2 separate regions of the Sus scrofa genome follow, and region 2 is linked to region 1. A link is a contact called in public Hi-C data. All regions are on one chromosome and are shown on one strand. Each heading gives the region's core, a stretch centred on a gene start, on an enhancer-like site or on the middle of the called end of the contact. The rest is flanking DNA. Distances are from core to core; before and after follow the strand shown.

What was found. A called contact is a pair of places that touch in the nucleus more often than the background predicts.
Region 2: a contact with region 1 is called in a Hi-C map of subcutaneous adipose tissue, with 2.0 times the contacts expected there. The contact joins two enhancer-like sites. A contact is called at or near these places in 5 of 47 Hi-C or Micro-C datasets (alveolar macrophages, heart right ventricle, psoas muscle and 2 more) and 1 of 2 datasets of contacts at active chromatin or transcription factors (skeletal muscle).

Annotation. Positions count from the first base shown.
Region 1 is chr8:40,321,359-40,325,898 of Sscrofa11.1, forward strand. The region is part of intron 6 of LNX1 (E3 ubiquitin-protein ligase LNX); the gene reads right to left. Among named protein-coding and RNA genes, the nearest start is that of LNX1, 150 kb to the right of the region's middle. Within about 2 kb of position 2,518, at least 15 of the 83 cell types and tissues checked have an H3K27ac peak or open chromatin away from gene starts, as enhancers often do. A contact at or near this core is called in retroperitoneal adipose tissue and subcutaneous adipose tissue, where this site is marked.
Region 2 is chr8:40,499,481-40,504,020 of Sscrofa11.1, forward strand. No RefSeq gene overlaps it. Among named protein-coding and RNA genes, the nearest start is that of LNX1, 29 kb to the left of the region's middle. Within about 2 kb of position 2,766, at least 19 of the 83 cell types and tissues checked have an H3K27ac peak or open chromatin away from gene starts, as enhancers often do. A contact at or near this core is called in retroperitoneal adipose tissue and subcutaneous adipose tissue, where this site is marked.

The DNA of each region.
Region 1 (4,540 bases), core at 1,268-3,767:
CAAGCTCATGGCAGCACCAGACCCCCAACCCGCTGAACGAGGCCAGGGATTGAACCTGTACCTTCATGGATACTAGTCAGATTCATTTCCTTTGCGCCACCACAGAAACTCTAAGTCTGACATTTTAGAAAAGTCAGTCCACTGGCTTGCTCTGCCGGATAGCTTACGCCTAGTATCATGGCATGTGTTTGGTTAAAGGTTCGTCCCCATGCAGCCTGCGTCTTTCTTGATTCATCTGTGATTCAAAAACTGTGATTGAAAGAGCTTTCAAACTTGCAGGTGTGCAGCTCCCTGGGGACACGACCCACAAGTTCACAAAGCAGGCATCATTAGCATCTAGCCCATGATTTTCACATGTCCAGGAACGGCAGAACATGAACACATTGGAAGAAGGGCCCTTTTGGGGTAGAAAGGGAGAGAGAGGGAAAAAAAAAGGCAACTGCAGACCCTCAGCAGGGACAACGTGTTCTGCAACTTCTGGAACTAATCAGAGGGAGTAAAGCCAAACAGCCCATTGACACTCGTGCAGTGTCATCTGGCCAAGTCCCACAGAGCTGCTTGGTTGAAGGAGATCCAGAAAGACGACGAAATCAACTTGGTCCCACTGAAAGTGGAGTCAGTTCCAAGGGCTTAATCTGTTTCAATTTTTTTCTACTCTAAATATGGTAGATTTCCTGACTATAATCAGATCAGCCATGTAGCCATCCTGCTCCATCAAAGGAGCTCTGGTGCTTTACAGAAACCGCACAGTTAAGGGCTCCCTCTGGTATGGATGGGGCCACAGGGGCTCTGTGCCAAGCGAAGCTGCCTGAGGCTAGATCTGGATGAGGGAGTTGTCCACTGTCTCCTTCCCAGAAGGTCCCCAGCTATATTTCCTACCCTTCTGGTCATCAAGCAGAGTCTGAAGAAGTGGGGACATTATCTTACCTCCTGTCCATAAAAAGATGGATATAGATATTTTACCCATTGAGTTATGTCTGGGCTGATAAAATGCTTTTGTTCCCTAGTTCGTCCCTTTTTTAAAAAAAATTTTTTATCTTTTTGTATTTTCCAGGGCTGCACCTGTGGCAAATGGAGGTTCCCAGGCTAGGAGTCTAATCAGAACTGTAGCCACTGGCCTATGCCAGAGCCATAGCTATGCAGGATCTGAGCCACGTCTGTGACCTGTACCACAGGTCATGGCAATGCTGGATCCTTAACCCACTGATCGTGGCCAGGGATCGAACCTGCAACCTCATGGTTCCTAGTCCAATTTATTAACCACTGAGCCACGACAGAAACTCCTAGTTCCTCCTTTTAAAATCGCCTGTTGGAGTTCTCCTTGTGGTTCAGTGGTGATGAACCTGACTAGTATCCATAAAGATGTGGGTTCAATCCCTGGCCTCTGTCAGTGGGTTGAGGATCTGGAGTTGCTGCGAGCTAAGGTATAGGTCACAGACTCAGCTCAGATCCCCATTGCTGTGGCTGTGGTGCAGGCTGGTAGCTGCAGCTCTAATTCCACCCCCAGCCTGGGAACTTCCATATGCCATGAGTGAGGGCCTAAAAAGACAAAAAAATAAAGAAAAATGACTTGTTTACTATTATATATAGGAATGGATAATAAACAAGTTCCTACTGTATAGCACAGGGAACTGTATTCAATATCTTGAGATAAGTCATAACGGAAAAGAATATATATGTCTAACTGAGACACTTGGCTACACAGCAGAAATTAACACAACATTGTTAATCAACTACAAAAAAATTTTTGAAAAATGCCTTTAAGCATGAGATTTTAGAACTTGAGTAGTATTTTAGAACTTTTGACCTTTTTCGTCGAGCAGCAGGAGCATAATCGGTGTAAGCATTCTCATATTTGCAGAGAATGAGTCAGCTCAAACTTGTTTGGTTTAACCCCTGCTCTGATCCCTTTGGAGTGTATGTGTACATAAGCCTTTAAATACCAGGACTTCAGATACCTGAAACCAATGTTATCAAAGACTGTGTTTGCTGCCTGGCTTAAGATTAAATGTGCATTCAGAGAATGATGACAACAGCTTCTCGTAAGCTGCAGGGGAGTCCACCACAGCGAGGCTGCGCGCTCTTTTTCTATCAGCTCTAGTGAGTGTTAATTTCTTCTGTCCTCCCATGGGTCATCCATGACACAGGTTGAGTTGGCCGTGTGGTTAAGATGAGAAATCTAGTATCTTGAGTTACTCTAGTTCTTTTTGCTGTCTACCAATCAGTACCAAATCCAATGCCATTGAAGAAAATAAAACGACCCTGCAACTCTACTGTTCTCACAGCTCTAAGTGCCCACGGGGCTTCACTTAAAGGTACTCTGATACCAACCACCAAGTCAAGGGCCTCACCAGCTTGTAAATCTTGTGAGGAAGAAGGGTTATTGCATCAGAAACAGAGCTTTTCTGTTGGAGTCGTCACTGGCAAAGAGAAGTTACAGATTTAAGTGTCCTCGTTTATTGGGGTCAAACATTTGTCTTGAGTGATATAAGGGCATTGGAGTAGATTCTAAAAATAACTGGCAGGAATGCGTTCTATGACTTCAGGATTCTCCAGTGGGTGGGTGGAGGTAACAACTGAGTCAGGACACAGAATAAACTTTGAGCAAAATATTCTCTAAAATCCTGTTGACTTGGCAAAGTCACATTCAAAAATAGAGGTTGGGTTGACTAAAATGATTTCTCTGAGGAAAAGAGTGAAAAATGTGTGCCAAACTATTCGCCTAGTGGAAACTTCTCTACACTTTGGGAAATGAAACTGAAGTGGTTTCTAAGAAGCTGATCAGCATATTCCATTTTTAAAAAATGTATACTTCATAATTCTTTAATTCCAGTCTCTAACCATTTATATCAAATGGAACAAGCATACATCTATTCAGAAATATCAGAAAGATGTTAGAAACTCTTAAGATCACCAAACAGTCCTGAATACTTAAGAACAACACGATGCCCAGACAGTGGACGTTGTTAAGCCCAACAGAGAAAAATACACATGAGTTGAAACAGAAGGACTTAGCAATAGTTTTAAAAATCTGTAAGCTCACCCCGAGTCATAAACACATAGGCCAAGAGGCCTGAAGGAACGCAGAGTTAAGTTTTTAAAAGAAGCAAACACTGAAATAAAAATGTTAACACATGAAATGCTAAACTCCCTTTAAAAAAAACTTTCTAAGTATACATGAAAATTGGAAGAATTAAGCTCATGCAGATAGGTTTGGACAAGAAAAAAAAATAGGTACAGGAATATTTGGCAAACACACACACACATAAATCAGCTGCTCCAGGTGACAGACACCCCTGGGGAATAAAAGAATTTGACTAATATGCTTACTGAACAATGGTGCCGTAAAGATGGATAATTATTTCTGAAAAATTACCTTGCACACAGGGGGAATGTCAGAAGATTGGAAAAAGACCAACAGCATGTGATGGTGATAGAGAAAGAAAACAGAAGGAAGGTGTAGTGAAAAGTTAGTGGATGATATATGCCATTGTTGGTTTTAAAACATCATAGTATTAATATTAGGGAAGCAAAAGTTAAAAGGTTCAGAACACCAGGATTGAATGAACAAAGGACAATCCGTATTTATATGACAGTAGAGGAGTTTATCTCGAGAACTTAAACGCACTTCTTGTTAGAGTTAAGAATGGGAAGGGATGGGAGGCAGGACAGTGAGCAGAACATGTCATGTCTTGGGAAAGATGTTATTTTCACTACTCATCTGAAGATTCGAAGCGGGGCTGAAAAGAGCCAGAAATCTCAAACAAACATGGTACTAAGCTCAGGCATGGGGAGGTGTTTCAGAAGGTATTTTAGCCATCTCCCATCACATCACTCTCAATTAATACCCTGATGGATGACCCACGGACAGGGTGTCACAAGATTGATGGATGACACTCGGGGGGCAGAGCCATGGAAGATGTGAGAGACAGGAGGAAGAAAAAATAAATAAAATAGGATAGACGCAGACATATCTGCAATCAGAGAGAGAATCCACTGCAAACCTAGGTATGAAAAGACTGGAGAAATTTAGGAAATGACACAATCGAGGGATGAGGAGATTAAACATGAATTCACACCAAGCAAGAAGTGGGGGTGATATGGCGAGGGAGGTCATGGGTGTTTTGAGATTCCACTGAAAACTATGTTCAGAACACGTGACCCAGAGTGAGGTTCAGCAAAGCAGAAATCCTTTCCTACTGTCCCCACCAAGCCCCGCCTCCTGGTCCTGTTAAGGAATAATCCAGCAAAGGGGAAAGCGGAAGTTGCAGGAAGCTGCATTCACCCAGCCTGCCCAGTTGCTGGCTCCTTTTCCGAGGGTCTTTCTGACTCCTGCCAGGAACCCTGTGCTGTAGGACTCATCATTCCCATTTCACAGATGAGACAACAGAGGCCAAAAAAGGCCACATAAGAGACTGAGTGCTAGAAGGTACCAGGTCTAGGGTTTGCAAACAGCACAGTTTGCAAAGTCCATGCTCATCTCAGCACCAGACACCCTCACGGCTCCCTCTCACTACCTTCTGGTTGTTGATCAAATGCC
Region 2 (4,540 bases), core at 1,516-4,015, 180 kb after region 1:
TTTGTTTTTTTCTTTTTTTCTTTTTGAGGGCCGCACCCAAGGCATATGGAGATTCCCAGGCTAGGGGTCTAATCAGAGCTGTTGCCACTGGCCTACACCACAGCCATTGCAATGACAGATCCTAGCTGTGTCTGCGACCTACACCACAGCTCATGGCAACGCCAGATCCTTAACCCACTGAGTGAGGCCAGGGATTGAACCTGCAACCTCATGGTTCCTAGTCAGATTTTTTTCTGCTGTGCCATGACGGGAACTCCAACGAGGCTCTTCTAAAAACCCCTTGTGCTATGAGCAGGGGTCTCCATCAATTCAGAGTGGGAAGATTGTCAGTGGTTAGGCAAGGTCCCCAAAGACTTGAAATTTTGCTTTCAATGGGAGGGGCTAGTTAAACTTGATCTGAATGAACCAGCCTTTGGAGCAGTGGAGGCAGGGGTGAGAATGCCAAGCTTTAAAGGTCTTTGTCATTTTGTTCATGGGAATACCCAGAATGGATCCTGTGTACAAGTAACCATTCTTGTTTCTTGCAGCAGCGTATACCATTGCATGACTTTACTTGTGCAATGTTTATCTATCCATTTTTGTGCCGATGGATGAGTCGCTTTCAGATTTGAAGCATTATAAGTGATGTAGTAGCTATTGCCAGGGACCAGAGGAAGAGCAAGTGGAGTTAATGTTAAAGACTGACCTGTGTTCACCCAAGTTCATATGTTAAAGCCCTCGCCTCCAAAATGACTATATTTGGAGACAGAGCCTTTATACAATTAAGGTTACATGAGTTCATAAGTGTGGGGCCCCAATCTGATAGGATTAGTGTACTTATTAAGAGAGACACCAGAGAGCTCTCCCTTTTTCTCTCTCCCTCTTCCCCTCTCTCCTGGTGCACAAAAAGGTTGTATGAACGCATGATGAGGAGGTGGCCATCTGCCAGCCAGGAAAAGAGCCCCCTCCATAACCCAACCATGCTGGCACCCTATCTCAGACTTCTAGGCTCCAGAACTGTGAGAGATTGGTTCTCTGTTGTTTACACTGTGCAGTCTGTACTATTTTGTTATGGCAGCTACAGCGGACTAAGATGGGGAGATTGGGCATGAGCAAGGTACTGACCAGACAAAGGAAATTTTCAGTGAGTGAAGGAAATATTCTGTATCTTGATCTGACTAGCAGTTACGTGGGTAGATACAGAGCTAAACAGATTTTGCAAACTGTCCATTTAAGATGTGCATATTTTTATGGATGTACATTTTACTTAAACTTAAAAAAGTCTTTCTGGAGTTCCCATTGTGGCACAGTGGAAACAAAGCCAACTAGTGACCATGAGGTTGTGGGTTTGATCCCCGGCCTCACTCAGTGGGAGAGTTAAGGATCTGGTGCTGCCATGAGCTACGGTGTAGTTTGAAGATGAGGCTCGGATCCCTAGTTGCTGTGGCTCTGGCAGAGGCCGGCGGCTATAGCTCCAATTTGACCCCTAGCCTGGGAACCTCTATATGCTGCAGGTGCGGTCCCTAAAAAAGCAAATAAATAAATATATGTCTTTCTTACTCCTACCCTTCCCAATTGCTGTATTCAGGCTGCTGTAACAAAACACCTTAGACCTGGTGGCTAATAAACAACAGGCAGTTATTTCTCACAGTTCTGGAGGCTGGAAGTCTGAGATCATAGAATTAGTATAAATGTTCTGGGTTGCAGATCTCTTGAGTGGAATCCTCATGTGGTGAAGGGAGGGATCTCTCTGGAGTCCCTCTATCAGGGCACTAATCCCATTCACGAGCGCTTCACCCCCATGATGTCATCACCTTCCAAAGGCCCCACCTCCTAAATACCATCTCTTTGGGAGTCAGGATTTCCACATATGAATTTTAGAGGGACACAAACCTTTAGATCTCAGCACCAAGGGGATCTGTGTTTCAAAAAGATACGAAAATAGTCCTAGTGCTTTGGAGCAAGGCTGGTGGGAGGGAAATTGACATGTATTATTTATGTCTGATGGATTTATATGCATTTTTGCATGTAATAAATAACTGAGGGGATTATGCAACTTGCCCTAGATGGCGGCAGTACCAAATGGCAGAGCTGGATTTGGGCCCAGGCTGGGTTGCCCTGGGCCCTACCCCTTTCCCTCAGCACCAGCTCTGAGAGTGAACATGTTCAGCCAAGTTCATGTGCAGGAAGGATACCCTGAAGCATCTGAGGCTACAGAGTGGGCAGAAGCCTGGGGTCAGGAGGCCGACTATGGGGCATGGAGCCTGAGTCCCCCCACTTCCCCACCACCCCTCGGCCGAGGGACACCCAGCCTGCGCTACCCTGAAGAAAGGGAGCTGAGCAAGGGTGACAGGAAAGAGCAAGCAGTGCAGACCAGCAGCTCCAGGAGGGGAGCTGCACCACCCTCTGGGCAGCCGGGCCAAGAACAACAGGAAGCTCCTGCCACACCCCTGCTCGCTGCAGCCCTGGCCTGGAAACTGGGGTCATTTTTCTCCAAAGGGCCTTCTGCAGATGTTACATAAACAAAACCTCCATTGACTCCAGCCTGGGCCTGGCCTAAAATAGCTCACGGGCTGTCCCCCGACCCTGCAGTTTCTCTACCATCCCTCAAGATCCCCCGTGAGGGTGAGCTGCCTTCCCCATGACCTCATGTGCGGACTTCACCCTAAAGCATCCCCTAGAGGGTTCCCAGGGCAGCAAAAGGAGGGGTCCTTCTGTTTCCCCTGGCCAGCCTCCCCCAGTGCTCTAAGGTCATGGATGACGACTGGGCCAAGAACACATCTCTCTCCCCAGCGAGGCAGGAAGCAAGTTCCAAGAGACAGCTGGGTTGGGTGGCTGCACATTGGCCCGGTCTCTCTCTGTCTCTCTCTCCCGCCTTTGTAGGATGGAGTTTGAGTGAGATCCCAAGAGCAGTACTCCAGATAAGAGCGTGAGGTTTCTGACAGAGAAACGCAAATATAAGTAAGATAACTTATATGTGGAATGTAATTTAAAATGATACAAAAGAACTTATTTACAAAATAGAAAGAGACTCACAGGCTTTGAAATCAAATTTATGGTTACCAAAGGGAAAACATGAGGGGATTATAAATTATGAAGTTGGACTTAACATAGATACACTATTGTATATAAAATAGATAACTAACAAGGACCTGCTGTATAGCACAGGGAACTGCACTCAATCCTCTGTAATAACCTATATGGGAAAAGAATCTGAAGAGAGTGGATATATGTATATGTATGGCTGATTCACTTTGCTGTACACCCAAAACTAACATAATATTGTAAGTTAACTATCCTCCAGTACAATTAAAACAAACAAACAAACAAAAAAAAGAGCATGAGGTTTCCTTGCCAGGGTTTCCTTTTTTTTTTTTTTTTTTTTTTTTTTTCCAACAACATATGGGAGTTCCCAGGCTAGGGGTAGGATTGGAGCTACAGCTACCAGTCTACACCACAGCCACAGCAACACCAGATTGAGCGTGTCTGTGATCTACACCACAGCCCACGGCAACACCTGATCCTTAACCCAATAAGCGGAGCCAGGCATTGAACTGAGTCCTCATGGATACTCGTCGGGTTCATTACCACTGAGCCACTACGGGAACTCCTTCTTGTCAGGGATTCATCTTGAGCTTGCTTTAGTGACTGACCCCTCTGCTCCTAACTCTTTCTCTGAGCTCCTGTAAGCTCCCTGACCCTGTTTACTCTTCTTCCTTTTGCAGCAAACCCTTCCATCGGTGCACATCTGGGGATTCCCGGGGCTGTGACACAGCGTGGGGTCACCCTCAGCTTCACCACCCCAGCACAGGCCCCTGAGTACATATTACGATCTTGTCCCCCAGCCACCTGCGCTGGCCTAGAATCCTAACTCATAAAGAAAACAAAACGACATATGCGATTTTTAAAAGTATCTGTTAAATACTTAAGGTGTGCCTGATACTAGGCTAAGCATTTTATGCTCTTTTATTTTATTTCTGATTGAACAGTCCTACAAAACAGGCTCAGTGATCATCTCTAGATTACACCCAGCATAAACAGCAGTTTAGAAATATTATAGGACCTGTCAAAGATGTGGCAGAAGTGGAATATGGACACAAGCCTGTTGGGTTAGTCTTCATGTCTTACCCGCTGCCCCACACATCCCAGAAAACAGTAGGAGTTTATAGCATCTCTTTTCTACAGTCTTCCTCATTCAACATTCAAGCTACTGTACCTATTATCGTTATAATTAAACATATTACATGGATCAGTTAAGTACCCAACCAGTATTTATTGAGTATGTTACCTTCTCTGGGCAAGACACTATCTGAGTCTATACAGGCCAAAAAAAAAAAAAGTGTGATGTATAGTATTTGAATATTTAGCTTACAGTTTACTAACAGTTGTACTCAGGTTGGGAGCGGGTCTTGCGTTTCCCAGATTGGAGATACCCCAAACAGGTCTCTGCCAGCCAGGAACCCCAGATCTCTGGCCAGGAACCCCAGGTCTGCCAGCCTGGAGGAAGGAGATCCAGGAGGGAACCCCACAGGATCTACAGGAAAAGTCCACACTCAGGCCA